3 separate regions of the Mus musculus genome follow, and all the other regions are linked to region 3. The links are chromatin contacts, called in public promoter capture Hi-C maps. All regions are on one chromosome and are shown on one strand. The core of a region is the stretch at or near the end of the contact, and the rest is flanking DNA. Distances in the headings are between cores, read along the strand shown.

Evidence for each region. Promoter capture Hi-C pulls out the DNA fragments that hold promoters and counts their contacts. Capture Hi-C pulls out chosen DNA fragments and counts their contacts.
Region 1: a promoter capture Hi-C map of adipose tissue shows a contact between it and region 3. The contact joins two enhancer-like sites. A contact is called at or near these places in 1 of 39 promoter capture datasets (hippocampal neurons) and 1 of 9 other capture datasets (adipose tissue).
Region 2: a promoter capture Hi-C map of cranial neural crest shows a contact between it and region 3. The contact joins two enhancer-like sites. A contact is called at or near these places in 3 of 39 promoter capture datasets (cranial neural crest, hippocampal neurons and liver).

The regions. Positions count from the first base shown.
Region 1 is chr3:40,693,210-40,695,955 of GRCm38.p6, forward strand. Intu (inturned planar cell polarity protein) reads left to right here. Exons shown (of 16, transcript NM_175515.5): 13 at 952-1,049. Among named protein-coding and RNA genes, the nearest start is that of Slc25a31, 14 kb to the right of the region's middle. Within about 2 kb of position 1,447, at least 51 of the 459 cell types and tissues checked have an H3K27ac peak or open chromatin away from gene starts, as enhancers often do. A contact at or near this core is called in adipose tissue, where this site is marked.
Region 2 is chr3:40,440,276-40,442,975 of GRCm38.p6, forward strand. All of the region lies in intron 3 of Gm30184 (a long non-coding RNA gene), which reads right to left. Among named protein-coding and RNA genes, the nearest start is that of Gm30184, 12 kb to the right of the region's middle. Within about 2 kb of position 1,351, at least 20 of the 459 cell types and tissues checked have an H3K27ac peak or open chromatin away from gene starts, as enhancers often do.
Region 3 is chr3:37,727,936-37,730,665 of GRCm38.p6, forward strand. The region is part of intron 1 of Gm36620 (a long non-coding RNA gene); the gene reads left to right. Among named protein-coding and RNA genes, the nearest start is that of Gm5148, 4.9 kb to the left of the region's middle. Within about 2 kb of position 1,341, at least 96 of the 459 cell types and tissues checked have an H3K27ac peak or open chromatin away from gene starts, as enhancers often do. A contact at or near this core is called in adipose tissue, where this site is marked.

The sequences.
Region 1 (2,746 bases), core at 197-2,696, 3.0 Mb after region 3:
TTGGCCTTTCTTCTGCATTGATAAGGGTGACAGAGGGCCCTAGCTGTGGGGCAGTCTCGGTGTCAGTCTGACTAACTGACTGACGGTGTCAGTAGTCAGTAAGACATTTAACAGAAACAGATCAGAATGGGGAAGAGGAGATGCCTATTTGTAATAAGATTCTTAATCTGCATTTATGAACACCACAAACATTAAAGATGTGAATGTGAAGCAGAGAGTGTCTATCTTTGCGGTTGTGACTTCCCTTGACCTCCCCCCCCACACACACACACACTATAAGATACCTCCACATTTGTCAAAGTCATCGCCAGCCTTGGGAGCGTTGCACTTACTCCCAGGCTGCGGATGTCTCTCCACACAGTTTTGAAACTTGCCGTCAGGAGGATGGAGGTGATGCTAGACAAGGCAGAAAAAAGGCTGAGTCTGAATGGGCTGCAATGCTTCTGAGTGCTGTGACGTGCACAAGCCTAGCTCTCCCCTCTCCCGTACGAAAACAGTGGGATGCTGTTGGAGCCAGAACCGAATGTGTTTGTTCCACGTATGTTTGCATTCTAGTTGTAGCCTGTTATCTCACTTGGTAAAGTCAGTAGGAGACAGAGATCAGGAGGATTTAAGTAATTTATGTATAGCCAAACTCTAATCAGCTGCCCTGAATAAGACTCGGACCATGTGACCTTGAGGAGTTCAGACAGCACAAGAGAGACAAGTACGTGTGTGTGTGTGTGTGTGTGTGTGTGTGTGTGTGTGTGTGTGTTCAATGATGGAACTGGTGGGGAGTTTCACTGTGGTTAACCTTGGAAACCTCCTTAGCAAAGAATAAGAGATGCAGATTTGCACTGAAAATATTTAAAGGGAGCGGCACAAAAGCAGTGCTCTTAGGCTTTAAATTTTTGAAACATTTCTGCTGTGTGATCCTATTCTTAGATATAAACTGACGTACTTATCTTCCAGCTTGCTAGAAAGAAGTCAACACTTCCAAATCCGTTTCATTTGGGAACTTCGAAAAAAGAACTTTCAGAAAAAGAGTTGGAAGTCTATGACATAATGAAGTAAGGAACTTCTAGCATGCCTTTCACTTAAACGCCTTGTCTTTGAGAAAGTACAGAGATGATTCAACGCGTGTAATTATGATATAGCACAGATATGAGGTCATATCTACAGTGTTTCTGTAATCTTTCACTACACATTTAAGGAAATGTGTAGTGAAAACACCAAAAGGAGTATTTTAAAATGTGAGAGTCACTCTTTACCTCTTTCCCACAGATAACATAATTTTTGGATGTCTACTTTTTAAATTAGTTTCAAGACTAATTTCACACTCTAGTAGATGCCTGGTTATCTTATCCTTAATCCTGTTCCTGGAAGTGATATCTGCTAATGCCTTACAGTTGAGAATGCTCACTTCTAGAGAACAAAGGCCTGGCCGTTTGCCCAAACTCAAGACAACTGGGCGAGACCATCCCTACTTCCTGCTTCCAGCTGGTGCATGCAAGAGCTCTGTGGCAAGTGCAGCCCAGCTCAGCTGCTCTCTGCTTATCCTGCTTTCCTCACTCACTGCTCTTCTGTGGTTCCATAGAACACATTGCACTGACTTCTTCTCCCTGGGTGTCTCACTCTCAGAATACAGGTCCTAAAATCTGGTCCTGAGCAAACAGATCCAACTCCAGCTTACACTGAAAAAGGAATTCTGAGGTTAAAGGAAAAAAAAAAAAGACCTAAACAAAGAAGGAATGTATACATTATATAACACTTATAAAGTGTTATATAATCAGTTTGTGTGCGTGTGCGCGAACACGCAGGTGTACTTGTGTATGCTGATATGTGAAGCTAAAGGCTAACCTTGATTGTCATTCCTCAGGATCTGCCTAGCTTGTCTTTTGAGACAAGGTCTCTCACTGCCTGGTGCTAACTAAGCGTGGTAGGTAGGCTTCCTAGTGAGCGCCAGGGCTCCACCTGCCTCTGTCTCTCCACAGTTGGAGTTGCAAAGGTGCACCACCGTGCCCACTTTGTTGCGTGGGTGCTGGGATTTGAACTCTGGTCCTCATGTTTGTAAGGCACTTTACTGAGCTAAATCTTCTTCCATGTTTATTTTGTGGTTAGCTACCTAATCAGCCAGAATCTTCTTGGCTGGTGTTTAATGTTGATGTCATGTGTGGGACCAGCTGGTAAAACAATATTAGTTGCACTTAAGCAATGAAACATGTAGAATGAGAATTCACTTACACAAGAAGAGTGGGTGCATGGCCACCAGCTTCTTAGTCATGGAAATATTTCCTAAGTGCAGGTGTGTTCCTATATGCAATAGTACTTGCCAAGAAGTGCTTTTTATCTGAAGTTAGGGCAAAAGTATGATAACTTATTAAAATAGTGCTCTGAAAACCTAACATGTTAGATTTTGATATTCAATATTTCCATGTGTGAGTGTTTACTTTTTAATAGTTAAAACACTTTTAAACAAATAAATGTGAATCTGGCCTTCTATGATAAGCTGAACTCCCTTCAAAAACCCCAGGGTTCCATTTAGCAGTTAACTGCAAAATTTGAGGTCATTTCATTACTGCCATACCAGATTTTTAAAATGCATACATTGTTTTGACATTATGCCCAGTAAAAAAAAAAACTTTCAAGTGTAATAGCTTATACAAATCCACATGTATAAATAACAGGGTTTTTTACTTTAAAAGATGCCAAACATGTATAACTTATTCATCAAAGATGTGGAGAGCTCATTTTAAGAGCATTTTAT
Region 2 (2,700 bases), core at 101-2,600, 2.7 Mb after region 3:
GGGGTCCTGATTGTCACTCGCCTTTCAGTAGCTGAGAGTAAAGAGAAAACAGGAACTGTGGAGAAGCACTGGACTTGGGAAAACATAGATTTTCCAGGATAAAAGTCCAAGCCTGGTATTACTCAGCCCCCAAATTCACAGAGTCCTGTAGAGGTAATCGCTAGCAGAAAGGAAGCTTAAAAGTAAGCGATTTGGGCCAAAGTAAGCTAGGACCATTACAGAGCGAGACAGGCCCACTCCTTACCAAATGCCATTGTGGCCTGGGGCTTTGTAGTGCAGTGTTGCTGTCCCAGCATGGCATTTAGATTATTACTTGAAACAAGAATACACATGTCTGATTCTGTTTGCTATGTCAAGCCTTTGATATATTTTTCAAATGATTTGGTTTTAAAATAAAGTTTCCTTGTCTCCTACTTAGACACCCACCTTGATACCTAATCTTCACATGCACACACATAATCATATGCATATGTGTTTACACACAGTGACATGTCTGTACACACATGCACATGTACATATGTATATGTATATATATATATATATATATATATATATATATATAGAGAGAGAGAGAGAGAGAGAGAGAGAGAGAGAGAGAGAGATGAGAGAGAGAGAGAGAGAGAGAGAGATATTACAAAGACTTCTTCCTGGTGACTATTTCATCTTGGATTATCACAGCCCTTGTTAGCAACGCTGTCTGCCCGGAGTGACTGATTCAGAAAGCTTAAGTATCCTTTCTCATCTGAACTTTAAGATTTTCAGTTTGCCTCAACTTCCTTGAATACAAGGTTTGTTACAGCATTACTCTCTGGAAAACTTCTCTCTAATTAGTACTTATGTTGACATGGAATTTCAAGGCAGTCTGCCTACTACTTCCTAATCCACTTCAGTTCCTGGAGCAGACAGGCATTCATAAATGAAACAGCGTGTAGGCAGCAACATCCCGAGGTCTGAGTGGAGGCTGCATTTCTCAAAAGCTTCCCCAAATACAAGCTTGACTGAGAAGAGGAAGCCCGACGCCCCCAGGAGAGGCATAAAGGAGACAGTTGCAGCCATAAAGAGGCCAGGAGAAGTACTCAGGACAGGAAGGGGGAGGGGGAAGAGTACAAGCAAGTCATGGCTGTTTTGAAAAACTGTGGCAGTTTGAAAAACTGTGGAAATACTCAGAAAAAAAGAAGGCGCACAAACATTTAGAACAGGAAATTGTATGCTCAGCATAGACCTAAATCTGTGGTAGGCTTGGGTGTTTCTAGGAAGAAAAGTCACCAAGGACAAACAAAGGTACCTCCCCGCGCCCCGCCCCCATCAAGGTTCCTTTTGTTAGATTTGTCTTAGTACCAATTATGCCTTGTGATGCTAAAAGGTACACGTTCACACAGCTCCTAACTACTCGGCTCCTTCCTGCCCCTGAGATACTGTGGTGTGGCATCTGCACTCATTGAAAGTAGAAGCAAAAAGAAAACCATTCGTGGGAGTCAGTCCTTTTCTCCCAATGCACACACTCCCAGGTCAGTGACTCCTGACTGAGCAGTCGCTCGAGCACAATATGTGATTAACTGTGAAGACAGTGTTGGTCTCTGCCCAGGGCACTCCACCATGGCCATGGGGACACACTGGACTTCCTTACCCACATGGGTCCAGGAAGTTCAAGAAACAGCTTCTAGGCCAGACCCTGCTCAGGCTGACACACAATCCTAGCTCCATCCCTAGTACCGTCCTCCTTGATTTACTCAGTAAATGTCCCATGACTCTCTGGGCCTGTCCATGAACAGTCCTCTAGCTCCTGAGACAGCCTCATACCTGAACAGACATGGGACTGTTGTCTTCATGTCCCATCTAGACATGAAGCTGTTTCCCTGAGTGATTCCCCGGACTCCTAGCTTTGAATCGCCTCTCAGACCTACTAAGATTTACCCCAAAAAGAGGCAAGAAGGCCAGACACTGGGCTGTGAGCAACCACCTCTCTGGCCCTGCCTTTGCATGCATGTGGCCTTTCTTAGCTTTGTATACATCCATCTTCTCCCCAAGACATTGGTTCTCCTCTCCTCAGGGACCATAAGGTAGAGTGGCTTCAAGGAAATACTGCTTTCACAGGGTTGGAAGTACTAGAATTTAACGTTCTCACAACACCTCGTCATGCATTTCCATTTCTATAATCTCTTCTGTGGATTCTCGATGAGCAACAGGGGCCAACAACATGGCTTAGCAGTAGGAGCGACAATGCCATAGCAGAGGACCTGAATTTGATTCCTCTCACATCAGGTGGCTTACAATCACTTGTAACTCCAGCTCCAAGGAAACTGGTGTCCTCTCTGGCTTCCCTGGACTCACATATGTTGCATATATTCACACAGGCTTACTCATAAACAAAGTAATGGGTTTGTTTGGTTTTTTTTTTTTTTTACAAGAGAAACAAGACATGCGGTGGCACATTTTAATCCCAGAGCTTGGGAGGCAAAGCAAGCATATTGTTGTGAGTCTAAAGGAAAAATCTTAAGAATTTGTGTTGAAGGCCTCAATCTATGAGAGATAACTCATGTGGTCTGCTCAGCCTGCCCTGTGCGTTGGCAGTCCAGTGGTCAACCGTGTTAGCTGCAATTGCTGTGCCATGAAGAGGAGTCCATCTTAGCCGAACAGAGCGTCAGAAGAGCGGAGCTGACACTTAGGTGACCACCATGTTCATATCCAGTCGTTTAAGGT
Region 3 (2,730 bases), core at 91-2,590:
TCAACCCCACCCCCCCCCCCCAAAAAGAAAGAAAGGCAGGTACAGTGGGGCACTTGTAGTCTCAATGCTAAGGAGAGAGAGGCAGGGGATAGCCATGTGGCTCACTGCAGGCCAGCCTTGCTAAGATGGTGACCCCAGCCCAATGATAGACCATGGCTCAACAACAGGAGGGCTCCTGACAAGTGACACTCAAGACTGACCCTCAGGCTTCACCCTCATGGACACACAGGCAGGACCATCTTCCACTTTGTTAAACACAGACCTGTATGAATTGTGTGCTGTTCATCAACTGTTAATTATTATAGAACTGGGTGAGTCGCAGGTCAACGAGTGGGGAAAAGAGGAAGCTGTGGGCTGAGGGATGGAGTGAGCAGTTCTAGGAAACACTGTGTCTCTAGAGGAAACGTGGAGCTTAAAAAGATACCCTCTGGATATTTTTCTTTACAGCGATATGGTAAGTGGTCACTCCTCTGGCCACATGTTGTGCATGAAGCAGTACAGACATAGGGTAGAGTGGCATGTGAGAGAAGGGTTAAGGTGAGTGAGGTCTTGCTGGCTTTCCAGTCAGTCTTGAAGGAATGCTCGGTCTGGCAGAACCCTACTTTGAACAGTCTGTTTCCTCTCCTGACACAGGTCTTGGCATCCCTGGGGAAGTTGCCTCGAAGCCCTGAAGCTGGAAGGGGCCCTGCTGCTCCAGCTGTGTAACCCTTAGCTTTATCTGTCTGGCTTTGGCCTCTTAGGTTTGTCCTGCCTTGGTTGTTTTGTTTGTCCAAATGGTTCTGTTCTTAGGGTGACACATAACAGCAGCATCTGATTGCTTCTTCTGAAGAAGAAGAAGCAGGAACAGGTTTGAGACCTGTGTTGCTGAGGTGGCTCATTCTGGGCTGGTTATTGCTGATTTGTTTTAACAGCATGTGGAGAAGTCTGGTGGGCAGAAAAACCTCTGTAACCCTGTCAGTGGCAGAGTTTACAAGCTTGTCTTCGGGGTTCTTGGCAGTTGCTAAGCCTTTGCCAGGCCCATTTCTGTCCTTGCTACTGGTGCACCCAACCCTGGACACTACTTACTGGTGTAGCTGTTAGAGTTGTGTTCGGGAGCAAACAAGTGTTTTCTGAAAATGGTGGCAGTGTTTCCCTTGATGGGACCTGCGAGTGTCATCCAGTACAACGAAATGAGGGAGAAGAAGCAAACAAAACAAAACAAAACAAAACAAAACAAAACAAAACACAAAACACAACAAAACAAAACAAAAAAAACACTTGTACAGAAATAGCAGAGGCAGTAGGAAATGACGCCGGTTCAGGCTTGTTTTCCTGACTGGTGTGGCCTCATTCCAACCTGTTGCCATGGGCTCTGGCCTGTCTGTGGGACACCCTGGTGCAGGGGGCCTCAGAGGAAGGGAACTTCTACATTTCTGTTTGCCTGGGCTCCTTGCCAAAGCCTGAGTTCAAAGTGCAGTTTCCAGTAATTTGTGGGGACGTCTCTGTGGGTTCACTGGGCCAGGACAGAAGCCTGCAAGCCCAAGTAATATTTCCTAATTGCTGTCGCTCCTTGTGGAGGGAAGGAAGGTGGTTGAGGCTCTTGCTGGTGCCTAGGGTTGCTTCCTTGGATCCTGCAGCTGACTGGCCTTCTCTGTCTCTGGCTGTCCCCAGCCTTCCTCTGTCATCCCATGCAGCCATGGGAGTCCAGCCCAAAATGAGACTGGATTTTATATTACTGATATCCACTTAGCCCCTTCTTAGAGCATCCTCTCCACCCTGCCGCTTCCCTGTGTCTCAGAACATCCTGGCGATTGTGGGTGAACCCTTGGCAAATGAAGGGCTGGGTAATGGCGGGCCTCACCTCAGAGGAGGGCTTGGAGAACAGTGGACTTTCTATCAGGCAGATACACTCAGGGACAGTGTATGTATGTATGTATGTATGTATGTATGTATGTATGTATGTATGTATGTATGTTTTTTGAGACAGGGTTTCTCTGTATAGCCCCGGCTGTCCTGAAACTCACCCTGTAGACCAGGCTGGGCTCGAACTCAGAAATCCGCCTGCCTCTGCCTCCCAAGTGCTAGGATTAAAGGCATGCGCCACAGTGTTTTAATGAATTGTGTTTTCTCTGGCTGTGGATGAGACACTCTTGACATGGAGCAGGGACAGTTTTAGGCCACTGCGATCTTCAGCCCTGTGAACACAGGGCAGTGGCCTTTTAAGTCTGATACCCTACCTCAGGTATCCCGAGGCCACCCTGATAGCACTGAAGGGAGAATGGACACAGCACCACCCCACACTGTGTTCCTGGCCTTCTTTCTACAACACACTTTTTTTCATTTGCTAATCTCAGACTGGCTCTCTGGTGGTGTCTTTCCTCCAACCTGGAAACCCAATTTGAGTGATTTTTCATTTTAACAGTTTTCTGTAGCAGTTGGGCTTGCTGGTGGGGATTGAGGGGACTTCCCCGCATAGAGGAATTTCTATCTGTTTAAGAATCACAAAACCAAGTGGGTATAAAATATTATTTAAATATTTTTATTGGAAGGTCAGTACTTTTTGAAATCATCTAAATAATTAACTGTACAATGCCAAAATACCTCATTAAAGCTTTAAAAAATATTTCTTGGTTGTGTGGCCTTTATTAAGCAATTAATGGCTTATATAGCTTTGCTCTTCTTTACTAAGTTGGTTTAAAAAAACAAAACAAAACAATTTACATTAACTGAGCAATTGTGATACACCTTTAA